Linked DNA regions of Mus musculus: all the other regions are linked to region 6. Evidence: chromatin contacts called from public ChIA-PET, Hi-C and HiChIP or PLAC-seq data. All regions are on one chromosome and are shown on one strand. The core of a region is the stretch at or near the end of the contact, and the rest is flanking DNA. Distances in the headings are between cores, read along the strand shown. Region 1 has its middle 13 kb from the start of Gm52008. Region 2 has its middle 240 kb from the start of Gm33236. Region 3 has its middle 36 kb from the start of Gm52008. Region 4 overlaps Evl (Ena-vasodilator stimulated phosphoprotein). Region 5 overlaps Gm16086 (a long non-coding RNA gene). Region 6 overlaps Bcl11b (B cell leukemia/lymphoma 11B). Region 7 has its middle 250 kb from the start of Gm52008.

Evidence for each region. A called contact is a pair of places that touch in the nucleus more often than the background predicts. ChIA-PET counts read pairs in DNA pulled down with a chosen protein or histone mark. HiChIP or PLAC-seq counts read pairs in DNA pulled down with a chosen protein or histone mark.
Region 1: a contact with region 6 is called in an H3K27ac HiChIP or PLAC-seq map of regulatory T cells, with 8 times the contacts expected there. The contact joins two enhancer-like sites. A contact is called at or near these places in 13 of 484 Hi-C or Micro-C datasets (CD4 T cells, CD8 T cells, Th1 cells and 3 more) and 14 of 115 datasets of contacts at active chromatin or transcription factors (DN3 thymocytes, acute myeloid leukemia, astrocytes and 10 more).
Region 2: an H3K27ac HiChIP or PLAC-seq map of thymic regulatory T cells shows a contact between it and region 6, with 4 times the contacts expected there. The contact joins two enhancer-like sites. A contact is called at or near these places in 3 of 115 datasets of contacts at active chromatin or transcription factors (astrocytes, regulatory T cell precursor and thymic regulatory T cells).
Region 3: a Hi-C map of CD8 T cells shows a contact between it and region 6, with 2.1 times the contacts expected there. The contact joins two enhancer-like sites. A contact is called at or near these places in 9 of 484 Hi-C or Micro-C datasets (CD4 T cells, CD8 T cells, CD8 central memory T cells and 5 more) and 6 of 115 datasets of contacts at active chromatin or transcription factors (CD8 T cells, DN3 thymocytes, Th17 cells and 3 more).
Region 4: a Hi-C map of CD8 T cells shows a contact between it and region 6, with 6 times the contacts expected there. The contact joins two enhancer-like sites. A contact is called at or near these places in 1 of 484 Hi-C or Micro-C datasets (CD8 T cells) and 1 of 115 datasets of contacts at active chromatin or transcription factors (memory CD8 T cells).
Region 5: a contact with region 6 is called in an RNA polymerase II ChIA-PET map of memory CD8 T cells, with 100 read pairs. The contact joins two enhancer-like sites. A contact is called at or near these places in 3 of 484 Hi-C or Micro-C datasets (CD4 T cells, cortical neurons and ganglionic eminence) and 9 of 115 datasets of contacts at active chromatin or transcription factors (DN3 thymocytes, T-cell acute lymphoblastic leukemia, acute myeloid leukemia and 6 more).
Region 7: a contact with region 6 is called in an H3K27ac HiChIP or PLAC-seq map of regulatory T cells, with 3 times the contacts expected there. The contact joins two enhancer-like sites. A contact is called at or near these places in 3 of 115 datasets of contacts at active chromatin or transcription factors (memory CD8 T cells, regulatory T cells and thymic regulatory T cells).

What each region holds. Positions count from the first base shown.
Region 1 is chr12:107,123,205-107,125,904 of GRCm38.p6, reverse strand. No RefSeq gene overlaps it. Among named protein-coding and RNA genes, the nearest start is that of Gm52008, 13 kb to the right of the region's middle. Within about 2 kb of position 1,419, at least 35 of the 459 cell types and tissues checked have an H3K27ac peak or open chromatin away from gene starts, as enhancers often do. A contact at or near this core is called in CD8 T cells, Th1 cells, double positive thymocytes and 5 more, where this site is marked.
Region 2 is chr12:107,403,612-107,406,413 of GRCm38.p6, reverse strand. No RefSeq gene overlaps it. Among named protein-coding and RNA genes, the nearest start is that of Gm33236, 240 kb to the left of the region's middle. Within about 2 kb of position 1,398, at least 5 of the 459 cell types and tissues checked have an H3K27ac peak or open chromatin away from gene starts, as enhancers often do. A contact at or near this core is called in regulatory T cell precursor and thymic regulatory T cells, where this site is marked.
Region 3 is chr12:107,145,594-107,148,392 of GRCm38.p6, reverse strand. No RefSeq gene overlaps it. Among named protein-coding and RNA genes, the nearest start is that of Gm52008, 36 kb to the right of the region's middle. Within about 2 kb of position 1,527, at least 24 of the 459 cell types and tissues checked have an H3K27ac peak or open chromatin away from gene starts, as enhancers often do. A contact at or near this core is called in CD8 T cells, CD8 central memory T cells, the P5424 cell line and 6 more, where this site is marked.
Region 4 is chr12:108,630,092-108,632,791 of GRCm38.p6, reverse strand. The region is part of intron 1 of Evl (Ena-vasodilator stimulated phosphoprotein); the gene reads right to left. Among named protein-coding and RNA genes, the nearest start is that of Mir342, 27 kb to the left of the region's middle. Within about 2 kb of position 1,396, at least 97 of the 459 cell types and tissues checked have an H3K27ac peak or open chromatin away from gene starts, as enhancers often do. A contact at or near this core is called in CD8 T cells and memory CD8 T cells, where this site is marked.
Region 5 is chr12:107,085,127-107,087,826 of GRCm38.p6, reverse strand. The region is part of intron 1 of Gm16086 (a long non-coding RNA gene); the gene reads left to right. Among named protein-coding and RNA genes, the nearest start is that of Gm16086, 13 kb to the left of the region's middle. Within about 2 kb of position 1,391, at least 39 of the 459 cell types and tissues checked have an H3K27ac peak or open chromatin away from gene starts, as enhancers often do. A contact at or near this core is called in T-cell acute lymphoblastic leukemia, cortical neurons, double positive thymocytes and 2 more, where this site is marked.
Region 6 is chr12:107,919,976-107,922,698 of GRCm38.p6, reverse strand. The region is part of intron 3 of Bcl11b (B cell leukemia/lymphoma 11B); the gene reads left to right. Among named protein-coding and RNA genes, the nearest start is that of Bcl11b, 82 kb to the left of the region's middle. Within about 2 kb of position 1,283, at least 43 of the 459 cell types and tissues checked have an H3K27ac peak or open chromatin away from gene starts, as enhancers often do. A contact at or near this core is called in CD8 T cells, CD8 central memory T cells, the P5424 cell line and 10 more, where this site is marked.
Region 7 is chr12:107,360,993-107,363,692 of GRCm38.p6, reverse strand. No RefSeq gene overlaps it. Among named protein-coding and RNA genes, the nearest start is that of Gm52008, 250 kb to the right of the region's middle. Within about 2 kb of position 1,407, at least 33 of the 459 cell types and tissues checked have an H3K27ac peak or open chromatin away from gene starts, as enhancers often do. A contact at or near this core is called in memory CD8 T cells, regulatory T cells and thymic regulatory T cells, where this site is marked.

The sequences.
Region 1 (2,700 bases), core at 170-2,669, 800 kb after region 6:
TAAGTGGTGGGCCAGGTCATGGTTGCTCCCCAAACATTTCCAGAATAGATATGTATGCTTGAAATGTGCTACAAATCCCCTTCTCTCTGTGGAGATCCCAGGCTCCGTTGAGAAGCAGGAAGCACCAGCTGCGGTGTCCACTTATATCTGTGGAGGGCAGCTGAGCACCCGGGGGCATGCACGCACGTGAGAAGAAATAGTCCAGGGAAAACAAGAAAAATCCACAAGACCACATATGAAGAAAACCTGAGGGGAAGAGAGCTAGAGAGACCCAGAGCAGGAGAGAAGCAAAGATGAGAGCAGAGACCCAAGGAGGGGGAGAGAGACATGCCCAGCCCTGAGTACAGAAATGGACAGCAGAGGCCAGGCCCAGAGCCTCAGGCCACTCTTCTTCAGCATGCCTGGCGCCCGCCCACAGGGAGTCCCTATTACATCATCTCCTCGCCCTTTGGAAGCTGAGTGCCACCTTATTTACTTGGATCTCCTGGTCAGCCCTGAGCCCTTTGTGAGCGGCGACGTCCCTGAGTGCTCCCCTAGAGACCCTGGCGTCCCCTGTAGCACCAGGTCAGGGACAGCCAATTACCACAGAAAAAGGTCTTGGTGGCTCCTGCTAATTGCTGTGGCCTCAGCAGGTCTTAATTCTCTCTTCCCTCCTCCCCAGCCCCAGTTCCCAGGGGCCCTATACTTCTCTGAGCACACAGATGCAAACTCTGGAAAGATTAAACTTCCACTGCCTCTCTGCCCAGGGCCTGCAAGTCATCACAAAACATCTAGAGAAGTGAAGACCCCACCCCTACCCCCGAGTGCCCAGTCCTCCAGGATCTTCCGTGTATGCCCACCCCCCCCCAAAACCTCCGCAGGTTGTCTTCCCTGAAAGGCTCCTGCTCCTCTCTGACACTGGGCCCCAGTCTCCCAGGAGCTCCTAGCTGGCTGAGGACATCACAAATCACAGTTGCATGGACCAGAACTGGAGCCAGAGCCACTCTATTTGTCAAACTGCTGTGACTGCCACAGCCCGAAGCTACTGAAGGGACACGGCTCTGAACTGGGCCTGTGGTTTTGATCTGTGGCCCCCTGTCTCTTTCACAGAACCCTAAAGCTGGCTGTATTTTATAGATCAGAACAGTGCATTATAACTACACTGTGCCATGCTACCCGTGGGGTCAAGGTAACACCTAGGGACAGAATGTGCTTCTACGGGCACAGCAGTGATCATGTCTGTTCTCACGGTGAGGGGAATGTGAGCTCCAGCTAGAGACTTCAAGGAGTTTTAACAATTCAGGTCAGGTTTTACCCACAGAGAAATGTTAAGACGCTTTGAAACCCATTTGACTCTGAGATCACAGGCCAGTCACCAGCCATGCGGCATGAGAACGGCTCTCTTTGCTCCGACGGTAGAGATGGTAACCCAGGGGTGAATGGAACTTCTGCTTGTAAGCCAGCTCTTCAGAAGTGGAAGGGGTGTGCAAAGCTGAGATAGTTCTTGTTCCCAGCAGTGCACGGCGGACCCCTCTGCTGGGCTGGCTGACTTACTTCACGCGTCGGCTTCGTGGGTGGGTCACACGGCCTCGGTCTGCACCTGTCACTCTGACCTCCTTTCATGGAAGGCATCTGGGATGGAATCAAAGCATTACCTCAGGGGCTGAGGTACAGACAGTGTCTGGTAATGTAGCCTGAGGCTGTAATGACCTGAAAGAGCCAATAGAAGTGTCCATTGTGTTAGAGCTATATTAAGTAAGTAGGGCTATATACTCTAGACACTCAATAACTGCTCACTTAAATCGCTGAAGCCTGGCCCCAGCCAGGTCCATCCACCATCATTCTGTGCACATTAAGGATGTGGAGGATGGAGTGCCCTGGAGACAACAGGTTTGGGCTTTCCCCAGGACATAAACTCAGAACACCTCTCCAAGATTCTGGAAGACATTTTCGCCTGCTCCAGGCAGTTCCCAGGGCAGACAGAGTGTCTTCACACTGCGACCTCTGACCTTGGAACAGGTGTCCAACTCTACCCTTGCGGCAAGACAGTTGACTTGTCAAGGCTTAAGAAGACTGTCACCCCTCTCCTCTGGCAGGGTTTCGGCTTCCTTCGCTCTTCACCGTGTGAAGATCAGAGGTGTGGCTCCCACCCCCCCACCCATGTGACAGAGGCAAGAGCAGAAAACAGGCTGGTTGTCACCAAGGAAGGCCAGAGGCTGCGATTATGTGTGGAGGTTCAATGTTTGCCCGTTCAGGGCAGGCAGGCAGGAAGATAGTTGTGAGGCTTTGGGGAGCCAACCGCCTGTGACTGACTCTAGCAGCTAGAATTAAAAATAAAAGGAAACAAAACAAACAAAAAATAAAAACAAAAACAAAATAAAACAAAAAACCTAACAACAACCAACCAGGCTTCCAGTGCAGCGTGGACTCTGGTAATCGGCAAGACAGGCTAGTTTGAATTGCCTCAGTTACCCAGTCTATGAAATAGGCTGCTGATGCACCCTTCACATGCCTGCTGGGTCATAGGATCTGGAGTGTGGGCAAGACTCTAACACAAAGCCCCAGAGCTAATGAGTTTCCAGTTCTCAAGATCGCGACTTGGCAGACACGGTCCCATTTGAGCCCTTGCTGGCTTGCAGTGTCTGTCCCCTTACCTCTGCTGATTAGCAGGCTCACTCAGACATTAGGTATGCTTACACGAGTTGCTCAGGACCACAGAGA
Region 2 (2,802 bases), core at 149-2,648, 520 kb after region 6:
TTCCATAGATGCAGTAACTGGCTCCTGTTTCCTATGTAGGAATTCTCAGAGATTCTCTCTGTGTGTGTGTAGCTTTCCTCTTTCGTCTATGAACTTCAGCAAATGTGCTTCTCTGGCCTCCTAGCTTCATGGGCTCAAATCAGGAAAGCCACTGGTCTTTGTATCCCCTTAAGTGTAGCCCTATACTCAGGGACCTCTTGGGGTGTGTGTGTGCATGTGCTTTTGTGTGTGTGTGTGCATGTGTGTTTGTGTGTGTATGTTCGTGTGTGTGTGTGTGTGTGTGTGTGTGCGTGTGCATGTGCATTTGTGTGTGTATGTTTGTGTGTGTGTGTATTGACAGTTACTTTTAGATCAATGTCTCTAAATTTAAAATCATTGCATCACATAATATGACTTCTTTTTTTTTTTATTTGTCTCAAGTAAAAGAAAGAATGTGTATCCTGCTACCCTAAGTTTTGTGGAAAGGAAAGGATGTTTGTTTGTTTGCTTGCTTGCTTGTTTTCCATTAGTTTCTTGCTAGGCTAGGAAGCAGGAAAAGGACTGGACAATCAGTATGGGGACCAGGAATCATTGTGGAGGTCCCCTTGGTTTTCTCTAGTGATGTGAGATTTTCTTGGGCCTGAAGATGTGGAACAGGCAAGAAGAAATGAAGACTTTGAGCAATTAGTTCCTTCAGACCTAAACAGTGAGTTGGCAGTGTGGCTCCTGAAGACTTGCCTTGGGGTTCATCTCAGTCATCCATCTTTCAGGGATCAAGGCCCTCCTCAGACTCTCCCTAGTTTCCCTGTCTGCTTTGCTCTTCTTGGCATCAGTGGCATCCTTCAGGACCCTGACATGGTGATGACGTGTTGCGATGTGAAAAGCCACAAAATCTGACAAGGAAGATGAAAATGGGTGAAGATTATCTCCAACGGAAAAAACCAGCAGCCTTAACAATAGAAGCAATCAGTGTCCTTTCTTCAGGAATTCACCCAGGATCTTCCTGCTTCCAGATAGCAGTTTCCTCCCCACTGCGGTTGCCTTTCTTTTATTCCATAATTCATGTTCTTCTGAAATTATTCTTTCCGAGACTTAACCTTATTTCAATTAAAAACACACACCTTATTAATTGAAACACCAGATGAGAGCAATTGATAATTCGTGCGAGGAAAAGCAAACATCTCCTCTATAAATATTTCCCTCTTGGTTCTTCAGGTGATTATTAGTTAAGCTTCGAGAAACTGCTTGGCGCTCCAAACCAAACCATAATTAATAATAACCGCTTGCATGCGCACAGTGTTCACAATATAGAGAGCTCTGAGAGTGTTCATTATTTAATTTCATCTTCTTAAGCAGCCTATGAGACGGTAAGGGCAGGAATTAGTCATTTCCTGTGTCAGCTGAGGCTGGGGAGGAGGATGACATGTGCCCAGCATCACGTGGAATAGACAACTGGATGCAGCCAGCGTTCTGGGCTCTACCTGCTTACGGCTTTTCATCGTAAGCGAGGAAAGCTTATTTTACAGATGTGACATGTCTCCTCATGTGATTCTAAGTGCAGGTTTCTGAAGTCAACAACAGATGGTGTAGGGAAGGGGAAACTCTGGGTACTGAACCTCCTCTGGCTGTTGGTCCCACGGCTCTATCCGTGCACTTCCAAGTCAAAGATGGAGGATCACAAGCCCTGCCTCACCAGCCACTCAGAGTCGTGAGCTAACTGCAGAGAGCAACCTTCATTCTTGAAATGAAATAACTTTGGACAAAGAAGCCAGCTGATCTGTTAAAAGTCTGTAGAAAATGGTTTTATGGGAGATAGGTGAGTCAAACTTGATTTTTCTTCCTTTCCCTCAGCCCATCTCCAGGGTAGCCTGGATGCCTCTGAAGTTGGAGCTAAGAGGCAGGCAATTTGGTTTAGATTCTAAGCCTCCTGGAGCCTCATTCTCTGTTTTCTTACATGATGGGTTGTCAGCTCTCAGTTACCAAAGATGTGTCCAATACCTCACAAAAGACTGGACTTAAACACCTCTGCATTTTCCTAAGGATGATGCCAATTTAGTCTCTCTCACTGAGTGTCTGCAAGTGTGTGGCCAAGAGATTTGGAGGCAGCCAACTGAGGTCAAATTTTGAAATTGACAGTCGCCACTTCTATGACTTTGGAAATATTACTTAATGGCTTCAAGTCCTGCTTCACCATTAGAATAAGTTCAACAACCATTGAGTTTCTGCTTCGAGTCCAAGGTCCTGGCCTATGTTTGAGCACCTGCCTCTGACGTCATAGATCGACTGCACAGGAAGGAGAAGTGACAACTTTCTCCATCCCAGAGGGTTCTGCCCCTAACTTAATCACCTCCCAGGCTCCCACCTCCTAACAACAAGCCACCCATGGTTGGGTTACAACTGATGTGAATTTCAGGGGACACAGGCGGTCAGGCCAAGTCAAGGAGATATTAAGTGTAGAGCCCAGATAACTCCCAAGGCTTGGGTGCTACTCTCTGGATGTAGACTTACATCTGCACAGGACATTCTAGCAGTCAAAATGAAGCTGAAAGTCCTTTGGGTTTTATGTAGTCATGTAGTCTGTTAAGGAAATTTCAAAGGTTGAAAGATATCTAATTAATACACATCAAAGACCTAAAATTCCCGCTTCCCCATGGCTGTCATTTAAAAATTCCCCAGGAGTGAAATCTCAGCCTTTTCACCTTCCTCCATGCAGTTCTAAACTCAGCCCACAGAACTCATCTCCTCTCTTCTGCTATCCTGTTCTCAGCTCTGGGTAAGGGGATCATATAATCTCTTTACAACTGAGTTTACATAATAAGTCTG
Region 3 (2,799 bases), core at 278-2,777, 770 kb after region 6:
AATTTGTGCCTGTCAGGCACTCAGAAATCACATATAGGATGTTAGAAGGCCAGTGACTCGCAAGGAAAGAGAATGTCCTCACAGACAAAAGTCCCCATCTCTGACCCTTCCTGGGCAGCCTGAAAGGGACAAAGTCCATCCTAAAAGCTAGGCTTGTGTGAGGTCTTTTTAGAAGGGTCTTGACCTTTGCAGGGCTTGGACATTTAGGACCAACCATGAGCCTATGTTGACAATTTTTGTCTCTTATCTAAGTCTTAGGTCACCCCAGATCTGACTGTCCACCTCAGTGCTCTCTACCACCCATCCATCTGTTTATTGGAAACCCATAAAGCTCTGATAAGTAGCCTAATCACAACCTGACCCCAGGTTTGAGCCCCAAAACCATCAGACTATGAGGTTAGGGTGGCTGCCCTTCCTTCCCACCTATCTTGCTTCAATGTACACACAAAGCTTGGAATATACATTCAAGCTAACCCTCAGGTATACAGCAGCAGTTGCCCAAAAGGCCACACTGAAAAGCCCGAACTGGAAGAAGGGGGGACTCTGAAAAATCACTGACCCTCGATAACAGTAAGAAAGGCATAACTCCTTGTGTGTGTGTGTCTCAAGGCGAGAAAGGAGACTCTGGTGCCATATGGTCTCAAAAGGACACTCGACCATCAAACAATCAAGAGCTAGGAAGTAAAAAATGGAAAGCCATAGAGCAGATGATAGCTGCGGGGCTCCACACACCTCACACAGAGTGCTCTGCCTTCCTCAGATAATGTGGTACCCATGCTTCCTCATAGGAGAACAGCATCGGGCAGACGAAACTGACTGTTTGCATCTATGAAGAACTAAGAGTTAAAGACAAAGTTTCCATGTGATAGCACCCTTGAAGAAAGAAGAGAGAGAACCAGAGCTCGGGGCTTCCCATGCCCAGGTCATTGGTACCATGACTCTGACTACAGCTCCTGGACACAGAGAAAGAGGTAGGAGAGAGGTATGAGAAGGACCCAGGGCTTTACAGTCAAGGCAGGGCTTGAGACATTCTCGGAAGGATGGGGACAGGCGAGCTACTGTACACAGCAAACGAGATGAAAGGCAAGAAGATTCCAGGAATGAACACACAGAGCTTCTGAAATGCCCCGGCGTGAGGGCCCACAGTGGGGCTCAGAGGAGCGGGGGATGAAATGGTCCCTGAATGAAGCCCTTCCTCTGTGATCCAGAAACCTCTGCTGGCCTTCACCCTGCCGGTTTCACGGGAGGTGTTTTCCCATTACATCACAACTTACAAGTCAGATTCAGCCTAACGCCTTGGTTATTTATCTGAAGGGAGGACATTTCAGAGAACCTCGTATTGCTTAATCAATCAGACTGAGTGAAGGACAGACAGACAGCACATTTCTACCATGCCGTGTTTCTGATACACACCACTTTAACAGCGTTGTCTGTGGTTTCAGTTTGGCTCACCTTACCTCCCTCCTGGTGATGGAGGAGATGAGGGCTGGATGGGGAAATGTAAAAAGAAATAGTCCAACTGCAAGTGCGTTTACTGAGCACTTCCTGTGTGCTCAAAAAAATGCACTCAACACATAACCCAAAGAAACAAGGCTTTGGGCCCAGAGCCTAGCTTCTGGCATTCCAACCACATGGGTATCTGTTCTTCTCCAGCTGAGGGGATGTCTCTGGCAAGTCACTGGGACACTCTGAGCCTCAGTTTCTCTCATCTTTGAGAGGAGGGATGATCACACACACCCTGCCCTCTCTTCACAGCCTGCAAATGGGAGGTAAACACAGGAAATAAGCTTTGGGGGTGGGGTCTCCTTAGGTGGCGAGAGGGAGCTGGGCACCCTGCCCTTCTGCAGATCCAAATTCCTTCTCTTCCTATGCACCTGATGGATTAAAAACATCTGACTAGTTGTTAATAACATTACAATTATTGCTACCATTTGAGACAGCATCTCATGTGTTTCAGGCTGGTTTTGAACTCCCTGTGTGGCTAAGCTTCTGCTCACCAAGTGCTGGTTTACAATTTTGCGCCTCTATATCTGCTTTATGCCTAAGGTACTGGTGGCTGGACCAGAAGGTTTACACATAGTAGGTACATTATACATAGTGGGTGCATAGTCTACCAACAGAGCTACCTCTCTAGCCCTGAACTCCTTTTTATCTGAGTGAGGAAGCCACCAGCCACTCCTCAAAACAGAGCGAGCTTTATCCCATGTGAACGAATCCACGACTCTGTAAGAGAAACCTCAAGGCCACATGGCCTTTGGCATTCAGAAGGCTTCCCGTTTAGAATGTAAGCAGTTGCATGCATTAGTATTATTTAACACCCCCAGTGGGACCTGGGGCCATGCCTTGCAATCAGGCACAGTGATATTTCTACAGAAAATGTATGAACATGTGCATGAAGTGAAATAAACACGGGCTATAAATAGCCCGGTGTCAGTCTGGGTCAATTTTTGCTGCCTAGTAAGTTCAGGTCAGGCTAGTTGTGACAGCCAAATAAGTTATCGACTGTGGACTTTCTAAAAGCCTGGGCCTTCAGGATTGCAGCGAGGTGATAGAGGACATCCATGACAGATGAGAGTCTATTGCCCTCCAGTCTCGGGGTTAAGGGCACCCAGGTGATGCGTCACCAAGGCCACAAGCTGCAGATACTCCTCCTCCTTGCATTAGACGGGAAACTGAGCCCTGGACAGGAATCTGTAGGTATTGACGAGCAGGTCAATGCCTTCTGTGTAACTTCAAGGCTCAGGTTCTGATCCTCGGTATCCGACTGATGCCTGTGGCTATCTACTGGGAACTGGAAGA
Region 4 (2,700 bases), core at 147-2,646, 710 kb before region 6:
TAGGAGGTTCCTATCTAGTAACTACAGCTGCATTTGCACCCCTGTATCTATAACTTCAGCTTGCTCATAGCTCCTTCCTCCACAAATGTACATGCTGATATTTTGTTTCACTTGCTGCTCTCACTGTCTACCTCAACAGGAGCCAGTGGAAAGGCACTGCCACAGGTTGAGTGGCTCTGCTGCCTTGAAATGTCCTTTGTAGTTAAGGCTAATCTCAAACTCACAAAGATCCATTTGCTTCTACCTCCTGAATTCTAAAATTACAGGCCTAGCAAGCTCACTACTTTTGAATTGAGCCTCATTCAAGGTCTAAGGACATGGGCAGAATACAGACATACATTCTCCCCAGAATATCACAAGAACGGACTCTAGCTCAGGTCCTGACAAAGTCCTTGTTCGGCTCTGAAACTTTATGAGCCAGGCGATCTTAGTTTTGAGACAAGGTCCTCTCTGACCCTGGAACTCATCATTGGCCAGGATGGTTGGTCAGTGAGCTGCAGGGGTCTGTGACACCTCCTTAACCCCTGAAGTGGGCTTACAGATGCATACTGCCACACCCACCCTTTATATGGATGCCAGAGATCTGGACAATTCAGATCCTACATGCATGGCAGGTACTATATCGACTGAGCCATGGTGCGGGCCTGCAGTTCTTTCAGGTTTTGGTCTTCTGGGCTCCACCAGATGCCCACTAAGTTCAGTTTATAATATTCTGGGGCTTCTTTAGTCTAGAGCGCTACATTCTGAATTCTCATTCCTCACACAAGCCAGTTTCAAAAGCCTACAAACCATGTGGTCAGGTTTATCCCAGGAATGGCCTCACTTCTGAGTGCCAGGTTTTTGTGTTGGTTACTCGTGTTGTTGCTGTGACAAAACCCCTAACAGGAGCAACCCAAGGAAGGGTTTGTCTGGCTAATGGTCTAAGAAGGGATCAGTCCAGGTGTAGTGGTACACAACTTTAATCCTGGTACTTAGGAGGCAGGTAGGTGGATCTGTGAGTTCAAGGTCAGCTGGTCCACAGAATGAGACCCTGCCAAACAAATGAACAAACAAAGGGAGAAAGTCTTTTACGACAGGAAATGGCAGACCAGTATTAGGAACCTGGTCATACTGTGCCACCTGTCAAAGAGTAGAAAACAGACAGGAAGTGGGGCCAGGGGATAAAACCTCATGGCCTACCTCCAGTGATCCACTTCCACCTAGTGAGGCGCTACCTCTTAAAGTTTCTATGACTCTCTCAAACAGGACTATCAGCTGAAGACCACAGGTCCTAACATACTAGCCTGTGGGAGATATGTCACAGTCAAACTGTGGTGGGTCTCTTAGCTCAGGTTGAGCTGACAGCCCCACATGCTGCCACCCTGCACGGCTCTGACACCACCCTTCCTTGCTTAGCTCTGCAGAGGGCAATCTGAGCTGGCTTCTAGGAGTGCTCTCACATGCACAGACAGCCACTAGGCAACAGCTCCAAAGAGGGAAGCCCTTTAAACAGAACTCAGTTGTCTCTGCTCAGACCTGCTTCCTCTTTTTCTAGTTCTTACTAAGCCTAACTCTATGTGACCTGGAATTTCAGGATCTGCCTCCTGTGAACCAGTTAGCTTAAGTTCCACCTTCTTCCCTAAAATAGAAAAGCAAACAGAGGCAGAGGCCTCTAGCCACTGTAGGGCTTATCATGATATTTCTTCTCAAGAGTCAGAGTCCTATACACTGTCTGACGCCTGTTTGATTCAGTACCCATTGTAGATTTTGCTCATTTTACAGATGTTTTCAAAGTAAGTCACTACTGTCACTTCATCAAGGAGAGTAGCAGAATCAGTTAGTTACTACAATAACAAAGGTTATTTTTTTCATTTCCTGAAGATATTGGCCTATGTGTAACCATCTCTGCGATAAAGTAACTTTCAGTTTCCTCTCCCACTCCCTCTCACTTTTACCTGGTGCTACCGTCTTTTCTGGTTTTAGTAAGCAGGTAGCTTGAGCGAACCTTCTGGGAGACCTTTTAACTCAGTCCTAGAGCTTTAGTAATACACTTAGCAGAATTATGAGAAGGAGCAGGAAAGGAAAAGAGCTCTGGCCTGCCCTTGCTTTATACATGACTTCCTGGTTATCCCCACCTTCACTCTGGCTTCCTCATCTGTTCATTGAAAGGAATGGCTTTATTAAAAATTCATGGATTGGCCTTGAGGTGGTTAGCAGGTAAGAACTGACTCTCAAAACGGTTGTGTGTTCCATGTGCCCCCTTCCCACATACAAAATAAAAATAAAAACTATGCATAACAGGTCTTAAGTCAATCATGTAAAGACAACAGAACCTGTTGGGAATATAGGATAAGGGATGTTGGCACCAAAGAAGCAGTTTAGTGAGGAAGAAAGCCGTTCTGTTAAGAAAGCAGCATGTAATGTAATATGATGAACCAGCACAGAGCTTAAGATATAAGGTACCAGCAGGATTAGGGTAAATGGTGACCCCACAAAGGAACTTCAGAATGAGTGAAGAGGAATGTACCAACACCTGCAGCAGATGAACCAAGGCTGCTGGCTCTACTGTGTCAGCACAGAAACATCTACTTGACCTGCAAAAGGCACTGTCAGATTCTAAAGAACTTGGGAGTTTGCTAAAAACAAATCAAGAACTAAACCCAAAGCCAGTTCCCTTAGGAAACTTCCTTGAGAGACCAGCAAACTGGCTAGGGACTGTTC
Region 5 (2,700 bases), core at 142-2,641, 830 kb after region 6:
AGTCAGAGTGAGCAGATAAAGAGGAATCTGGAAGATTCCACCAGTGCCATTCATAGACACTACAGGACAGACTGGGACTCTTCCCCCACTCCAGTAAAACCAGTAGGTGGCCATTAGAAGACAAAGCCAGTGTCACCTTGGGTAGCCCTGTGTAGACTGCTATCAGGGGAACCCCGAGTTTATTGCCAGCTGCAGTGGAAAAGCATTGCTTTGAATTTTTTTCCCTACCTAATTGTCAAAACTGAATAATATTATCAGCTTTTTTTTTTTCATCCTTTGAGTATTTTTCTAATAAGAAAGCACAGAGATACACAGCAAATAAAAGCGTAAGATTCCAGGATGCAGTGCAATCATGCAAAATGACTTTCATATCAGTTTGATAAGCAGCTGAAATTTAATAACTACATCCCTCCTATGGTGCTGGATGAAAGTCTAATACTTTCTGCTTTGGGTTCTTTCTTCTGCAAGATGCTATTCAGGACTGTAGCTGAGGCTTTTATAGTCAGAGAGATGAGAGGTTCAGTGGATTAAACAAAGCCTTGAGAGGCTGGGCCAAGCCCCAGCCAGGCCAAAACACAGTGGCTTAGAAGCTGAACTAAAGCCAAGCCTAAGGCTGCCCATGACTATGGAGAAATGATTCAAGTATCTCCATTAGCTCAAAGTTACAGGTCTGAATCACCCCCCCCCCTGGAAAGCACACCCCCTTGTTAAGAGCTATGAAATAACTGTCTCCAGAATATCTTTATGCCTTAGCTTAGGGCAAATTATTCATTGGAGGGAGAGGGACAGAGAGAGAGAGAAGGAAGGATGGAAGTAGAGAGAGAGGGAGGAGGAGGAGGAGGAGGAGGAGGAGGAGGAGGAGAAGGAGAAGGGAGAGGGGCATTTGGAGTTGAACAGAGATCCCTCCTAACTTTACAAAAAGAACAGAAATGTGATGTTATATACACTGCGTCTTGGTAGGCAACTTCCGATTGGAAGTCCTCATAGAAGACATCTATCTAAACTTCCTATGTTATGGTTAGGGAAATTACGATTTATTTAATGCTGTGTACCTGTCTTTTAAGGTCTAGTGCAGTTGTTCCAGATTCTTCCAAGGAGTCTTCCATCCCCCGACTCCAAGTCAGAAGGAAACATGCCCAGGGCTCCGAGCATCCGGCTGGCAGTGGCCATAGCCTTCAAGGTGTTATTAGGGATGTCTAACCCTAGAAAAATTGAGGGGCATTTGACGAGATAGTATCCAAACAGGTATGGGGGATGGGTCCCAGGGCGGTATGGTGATACATACTAAGGGATGTTTAGCACTGGGTTGCAGGTGCATAGGGAGAGGCCAGGCCTCCCTGAGCTGGTGGGCTGTCCACAATGGGGTTTGGCTGTCTTGCTCTTCTACTGCCCCCTCCTGGCAGAGTTCCCTGCCAAGGCATGAAGTGGGCTGCTTCTGGCTTGCTTGTCAAAAGGGTGTCAGCTAAGGGGTGGGAAGCCGAAACCCTTTCAAAACAAAGACAGCCGGGCAGATGTGAGCATTGGGAAGGCTAAAGATGCATCTTGGTAATGACTTGAGAGGCGTCCTGGGTGAATCTATATGAGAGAACCCCAGCCGCATGGTGTCCCCACCGTTGCCCCTCTGCTTGCATGGGTGCGGATAGGACCCGTTTAAGATAGGTGTAGACAGGAAGTCCCTCGGTGGAAGAGCATCGGAGCCTGTCATCGCATCCCACTACAGCCTTTAAAAGAAATTCTAACTCCAGATGTCGGCTTAGGGAAATGAATCAATTAGGCAAATGAAGACTTCCCCCATAAATCAGTGGGTGAGAGGCTTGGGTCCAGCCATGGCCCTGGTCCGGGGGATGGGATACTAGACTTGGCCAGGGCCCAGGGAGTGGACACTCCAGCCGTTCTCCACAGCCAGGTGACCCGGATCCCCTCTGCTCTTCTGAAGTTATGTTTACCCCCTTGGGAGCTGGTTTGATTTAGAGAGAGTGCTGTGAGTCTCTCCACCCCCTTTTCCTCAGAAGATAATAAAGCCTCGGGCTTCAGAGTGGGACCCAGTGTAAGCCGGTGTCACTATTCATAAAATAATTGAGTTTACACAAAAAGTGATTTCAGTAATAGCTGGCTTTTTATAAGTATGTACATTTTATTTAAAATTACTGACTCAAAAGGCAAGGTAGAAAAAAAAATCACCTCCAACAACTTCCTGTAATTGCGAATTATTGTGAGGGAAACAGAAGGGAGAGCTTTCGAAATTATGAGCCATTATGCTCAAGAGAGAAAGAGAGAGAGGGAGAGAGAGGAGAGGGAGAGAGAGAGAGAGAGAGGAGAGAGAGGCAGTGGAAGGGGGAAAAAAAGAGACAGCTCGGCTTCATGAAACACAGCTGACAAGCTCGGCTAAATTACCCCCGGACCATTACAAAAATCACTTAATTGCCGAGCATTTTGTTAGGTCAATTGACTCTAATTGAAAAAATAACAAAAAGCTTATTATGCTGCAAATGTGGCCGTGGAAAATGAGTCTTCTGTTAGAAGGAAACAATAATTCTAAATTTCAGCTGCCTCTTACACTGTGAAGTTCACTGTTTCCTTGGGGTAGAACCCACTGTAGCCGAGAAGGAAAGCAGTATGTGTTGATGCCTTTTTCCTTTTCGCCCTCCGCATCTCGGCCTGCTCTTTCTTCCTCTGCCTCGCCTGACCCCTACCCAAACC
Region 6 (2,723 bases), core at 34-2,533:
TTTTTATTTTATTTTATTTTATTTTTTGAGTGCTGGAAGATATGGGGATTGGCAAGTACTCTATCACTGGGACGCTGAAATACACCTCCAGCCGGAGGGGGGGCAGTTTAATTTAATTTAATTTTTAGATTCATTTGTATTTTATTCTGTGTGTATGGGTGTTTTGCCTGCTTGTGTGTTTGTGTGGCATGTGCATACCACGCCTACAGAACCCAGAAGAAAGCATCAGATCTGCTAGATCTGAACTTACAGACAGATAGCTGTGACCTGCTGCGCGGATGCTGGGAACGGAACCAGCGTCCTATGAAAGAGCAATCAATGCTCTTCACCGCTGAGCCACCTCTCCAGCCCCATGGGGAGGGGGACAGTTTTTAAGTGAACATGAGATGTACTTGTCACCTGAATAATGGTTGTACTGGTTGTCATCATGAAACTGTGGAGAGAGCACTCTTAGCAGTTATAGGGGGTGTGCGTCTCAGGGGTTGGGGTGGGGTTTAAGTGATGAAGCAAGACAAGACCAGCCTTCTGTTTGGGTTCGGGGTGAGGAGGATCACTGTGAGACACCCAGGGGTACCAATTACTGTCCCAGGTTCAGCCACCTCACTGCCATGTGGTCCCTTCACTAGGTCTCCCAAGCAGCATATGTCACCAATATGCTTTTTGGCTCTGTAAAATGACTCCCGTATTCCACCCTAGAGTGAATGCCTGCCACAGGGTAGACATAATGGGAGACTGTCCAGGGACAATCAGTGGCCTTCCATGAGAGGGCACTGTCAACATGGAACCATTGACAATGTGACACACGCAGGGAGGCCTGGGAAGGTGGTGATGGCACGGTGATTCTCTAAACTGCTGTCCCCGTGGTCTAGCATGATCATGTGATCATGATCCTCACTTGGCTTCCCTCAGAGGTGTTAGTGAACAAGGGTGACATGAGCTGAGGTAGCGATAATGCTGAGTGAGCCGTGCAGTGCTTTGTGGTTTACTGAGGAGCCCGGGCGGCCCAGACCAGTTCCCCTGCTTGATCAGAGGTGTCCTTTAACATTTGCTGCTTTTGAGTCAAGCTACATTACTCTTCTTCCAGGCCTTAAACCAAAAGGCATCCCTGAAACACTCAGAGCCACATACAAGGATGGGTAACAAACCCGCAGTATATAACACCTACTGCCACATTTATACAGCAGTGAGCGGTGGATAGAGGGAGGACCTCACAGTCCCCAGGCCAAGTAGGAAGCAAGGCTCAGAGAGGTGACATCTCATGTTTGGCTACACCCTTTAGAGATCAAGTTCCAAGTGTTCAGTGATGCTCCTATGGGGGGTGGGGAGTCTTGTCAGAAGAGATCTGGGGTAGGAGTCTGCGTTTGAAACTCCTCAGACAACATACTGAAAGAACAAAGAAGGCTCAGTGTGTGTTCTAAAGATCTATGAAAGTAAGGAGGGAGGAAGCAAGAAAAGACACCGCAGGGCCCTCTCTGGGTTCTGAGCTGCCCCGTGTGATTTAGTGAGACAAACGCAACTGACATTTCTAGGTCTGTAGGCCAGGATTGGTGCTTCTGAAGTCATTTGGACCCAGCAGTTAGCATCATTAGCTGCAGCCGCTACAGCAGTGTAAGGCTAGTGGACCCTGTCCCAGCCATTAGCAAAGCAGCCACCGCCCACTGCAGGGCACGCACTGGGCCACCTGCGTGCAGGTATCTCTCTGAGTTCGATGCAGCAAGGACGGGTTTGGGATGAGCTAAGCAAGCCCTGAGTCTGACGCAACCTGCTGTCTAAGGCTCTTCTTGTCTAAAAGCAAGCCATCTGTGCCTGTGCTGTGTCTATAAAATACTTATTCAGTTCCTGAATAGAAAGACGTTCCAAGTGGCTCGCCAGAGACTCTCTGACGTTGTTTAGTTCTTAAAAGTGAGCAGCCCCATACTCAGGGCTATTTGTAGGCGAGAGAGAGCCATGAGGTCGTCACATGTAAACGAACATTTTATTTTAAAAAAGAAGGGGGTGGCTGGAAAGAGAGTTGTCAAGGGAGGGCCTTCAAGGGCTGGGGGATTTATTTTTTCTTTCTGTCAGGTACTGGGGGAGGCTGCTGCCTATAGTGAGTGAAGCCTAGAGTTCTGTAGAGGGACACTTAGGGGCTCTGATGAAGATAGCTCTCACCCCAGGGTGACAAGTGGCCCTGAAATCTGACCGGACAAGTAGTCAGCCCCCTTTCTCCTCACAGTTTAACTATGGAGGTGACATCTGGGTTCTAGAGCATGCAGGTCAGAATATGTGTGCCCTTCTCTCTGCTTTTCTAAAACATGGAATCGGTTATGGCTACCTAGTTACATAGTCTGCTTTGGACTTCGGTATTTGTTGGATAGAACAGTCTAGAAAAACATGTGGCCACCAGATAAAGAGACAGGAAGTACTTCAGAGCAACTCAAGGAAATGGAGATGCTGAGAAGAGATGGGCCCCAACTTAAGAACACCCCAGATCTCAGCAACCATCCTCTGTAAATCCATTACTTAGAATGGCTGGGGCCCAGAGAAGGGTACAGAAACACCTTTAATTTGATATGTGACCTCCTAGGACATGGTACTTCATTTGTGTTGATAGCTCCAATGTGTCTGAAAGGGACTTGTATTTACCTTCTTAAGAAACACATACACACACACACACACACACACACACACACACACACACACACACACACGATGTGAGGAAGAGTCTGAACCTGTCTTCTGGC
Region 7 (2,700 bases), core at 158-2,657, 560 kb after region 6:
GTTTGTCTTGGATCAAAAGCATCCTTTGCAAGGGACTCTCCCTGCTTCCTGGTCAGGGTAGAGCAAGAGCCTGTATTCTCCTCATGTGCAGCGTGGAGCTGAGACATCCTGGTCCCTCTGTTAAGGGTGCCCCCTTCCCCCCCCCCCCACCCTGTGATCTGCCACCTCTGCTCTCACGGGCATGGGAACCACTTGTTCATGTCAGAGGAGTCGGCTGTGACAAGAACATTAATTTCTTTGCACAGACATGTGTCCTTGTCACTCGTGAGAAACATTGCAATGTTGAACACTCGTCTGCACACAGAAACAGGCGACAGTACTTCGTTCCAGAACAAGCCATTCAATGGGGGTGGGGATGGGGGTGACAAGCAGGTGATGATCTGTGCTTACCCCTCAGGCTGCACGACAGGATCTACCTAAAAGCTCAGGTCACTGCCAGTCACTCGATCTTTACCATTGTCATAGTGTCCTTCGATCCACTAAGTTTGCCACAGGGAAGAAAATGAGTTTCTGGGTGTAGAAGAAGAAACTTCCGTTTTGAGAAGGTTAGGGAATCCAACACTCCCTTCTGACCTCTATAGGTTGCTTCATGCCCATAGGGCACATATATCTAGGTGAACACACATACACATAAAATAAATACACAAATGTAGATATTCAAAGTCATTCTCTTTCAAGTAGTATCTTTTGGAAAATATAAATTTAGATTAATTCCTGGCAAGGCTGCAAAGAGGACCTGTTAGTTGTTAGACCACAGGCTGAACACAAAGTAAGGAAAATATTGACCTAGTTAAAGCTGAACTTTTCTATCTATTCTAGACAAACCTTGTGGGGTCTGCTATATAAATCCAAAATTCCACCAAAATTGTTATCCTAAGCATAGACAGTACAATGGATTTCAGTTCATGGTTGCCAGCTGGACCACCACCATATGGAGGTTTCTTTAGTAGCCAAGGGAGTGTCCCTCGATGGTAACCAACACGGGCCAAGGAACTTCAAACTGAGGATTAATTAAGTATTGGTTTCCATTGGCTTTAGCAAAGTCAAGGGCACGTAAGAGGTGTTCAACTTCCCACAGAAGAGAGACAGGGTATCGGTATAGTTTAGACTAATAAATCCTTACAACAGCACCTGCATGATGGTGGAAACTTGAGTTTCTAAGAACATGCCACCTCTGGTTGGATTTAAACAGAAAGGTGGCTTTGCTCGCTCATATTTCCTACCAGGCAAACCCGGGAAGGATTCTCCTATGTCACACAGTCAAAGGTGTCCTGGGCACGCGTATCAGTTATATGTGGTAGGGGAGAAAGGATGTGTGATGTTTCTGTCTACTCCATTCTTAGCGGGGACAGACCTTTGTCGCTGGAGGCAGGCTAACAAAGAGAAAAACAAACACAAGTTTAATGCCAGCTCGGTCTACTTCCTGTACAGATGTGAGACAGCTCAGAGAAGAGCTGATCTCCGGAGAGATCTCGGTGTGTTATCTTAGACCTGAGGCTTTAACACTCTCTTCTCTAAGCCTGAGAAGAATGAAAGCAGGGTGGGCTCGAAGTAAGTCCAGTTGAGATAAACCAACCAGGGAAAATACCAAGAAACCAGGGTACATTTTGTACTATAGATTTAAGTAGAACAGACTTCTGTGGTAAGCATCTCTGGTCATTCAGGGTTGCTCTCGATGGTATAAAGGTCACACACACACACACACACACACACACACACACACACACTGCCCCCACTCACAGTAAATCACTCGCAGATGTAAATGTCTCCCATGGAAATTTTCGAAGTGACCCCTGTATGTATGTACAATTTCTTAAAAACAGAAAATAGAAAGCAAAACCAAACAAAACCAGCTCAAAATAAGCCTTGCGCCAAAGAGGCACGTTCCACAAGTTGGGCCTGTGGCACGTGCTGGCCTGTGGCAGTTGTGTCTCACAATGGAGTATAGTGTGTGCTGACTACCATGGAGAGTGACAGTTCAATCATTTAGGACAGTCTTCTGGAAGGCTGAGAGTAGTGTTAGTTTAGTAGGCCCACCATAGTGCGGCGGCATGGGCAACAAGACCTTAGTGCCTCACAGTTTAGAAGGCCGAGGTGGTCGGCATGTCAGCAGGTTGACTCCTTCTGCAGTCCTCCCTCCCTCCTTAGCCTGCTGATGCTCTTTCCCATGTGTTGTTAGTCAACTCTTCCCTTTTTGTTTATCCAAGTCCATATTTTCCCCCTTTTATCAGAGCAGCAGTCCCCAGGACTAGGGTGCACCCTACTAAAGGCAGTTTACACGATCACCACTTTAGAACCCTGGCCTGTACACGCTGGGTTTTAGACATTAGGGATTTAACATATGAATGCATCAGTCCCAACTCAGCCCCTAACAGGGAAACCCCCTGGCACCGATGAGAAAACTCAGGCATAGAAATTTGGTCAAGGTCACCCAGTGAACAAGTAGAGAGCTTGGTTTCAATTCTGCGCAGGTCCAGGCTTTTTAGCGTGAGCTGGGCAAAGTTCTACGGAAATCCAAACCTGCATCTGAAACAGGAAAGGTGAGGTGGCTGGAATGGAGGTGAACCACAGCGGCTATGTCAGGAGCGCCACAGCACTGACACAGAAATGTGGAGTCGGGAATTGGCAACAGGTGCTGACTGAAGGTCTGGAGCTAGCAAGGGCACAGTGTGAGCCCGTGTCACATTTCCTTAAGGTCCT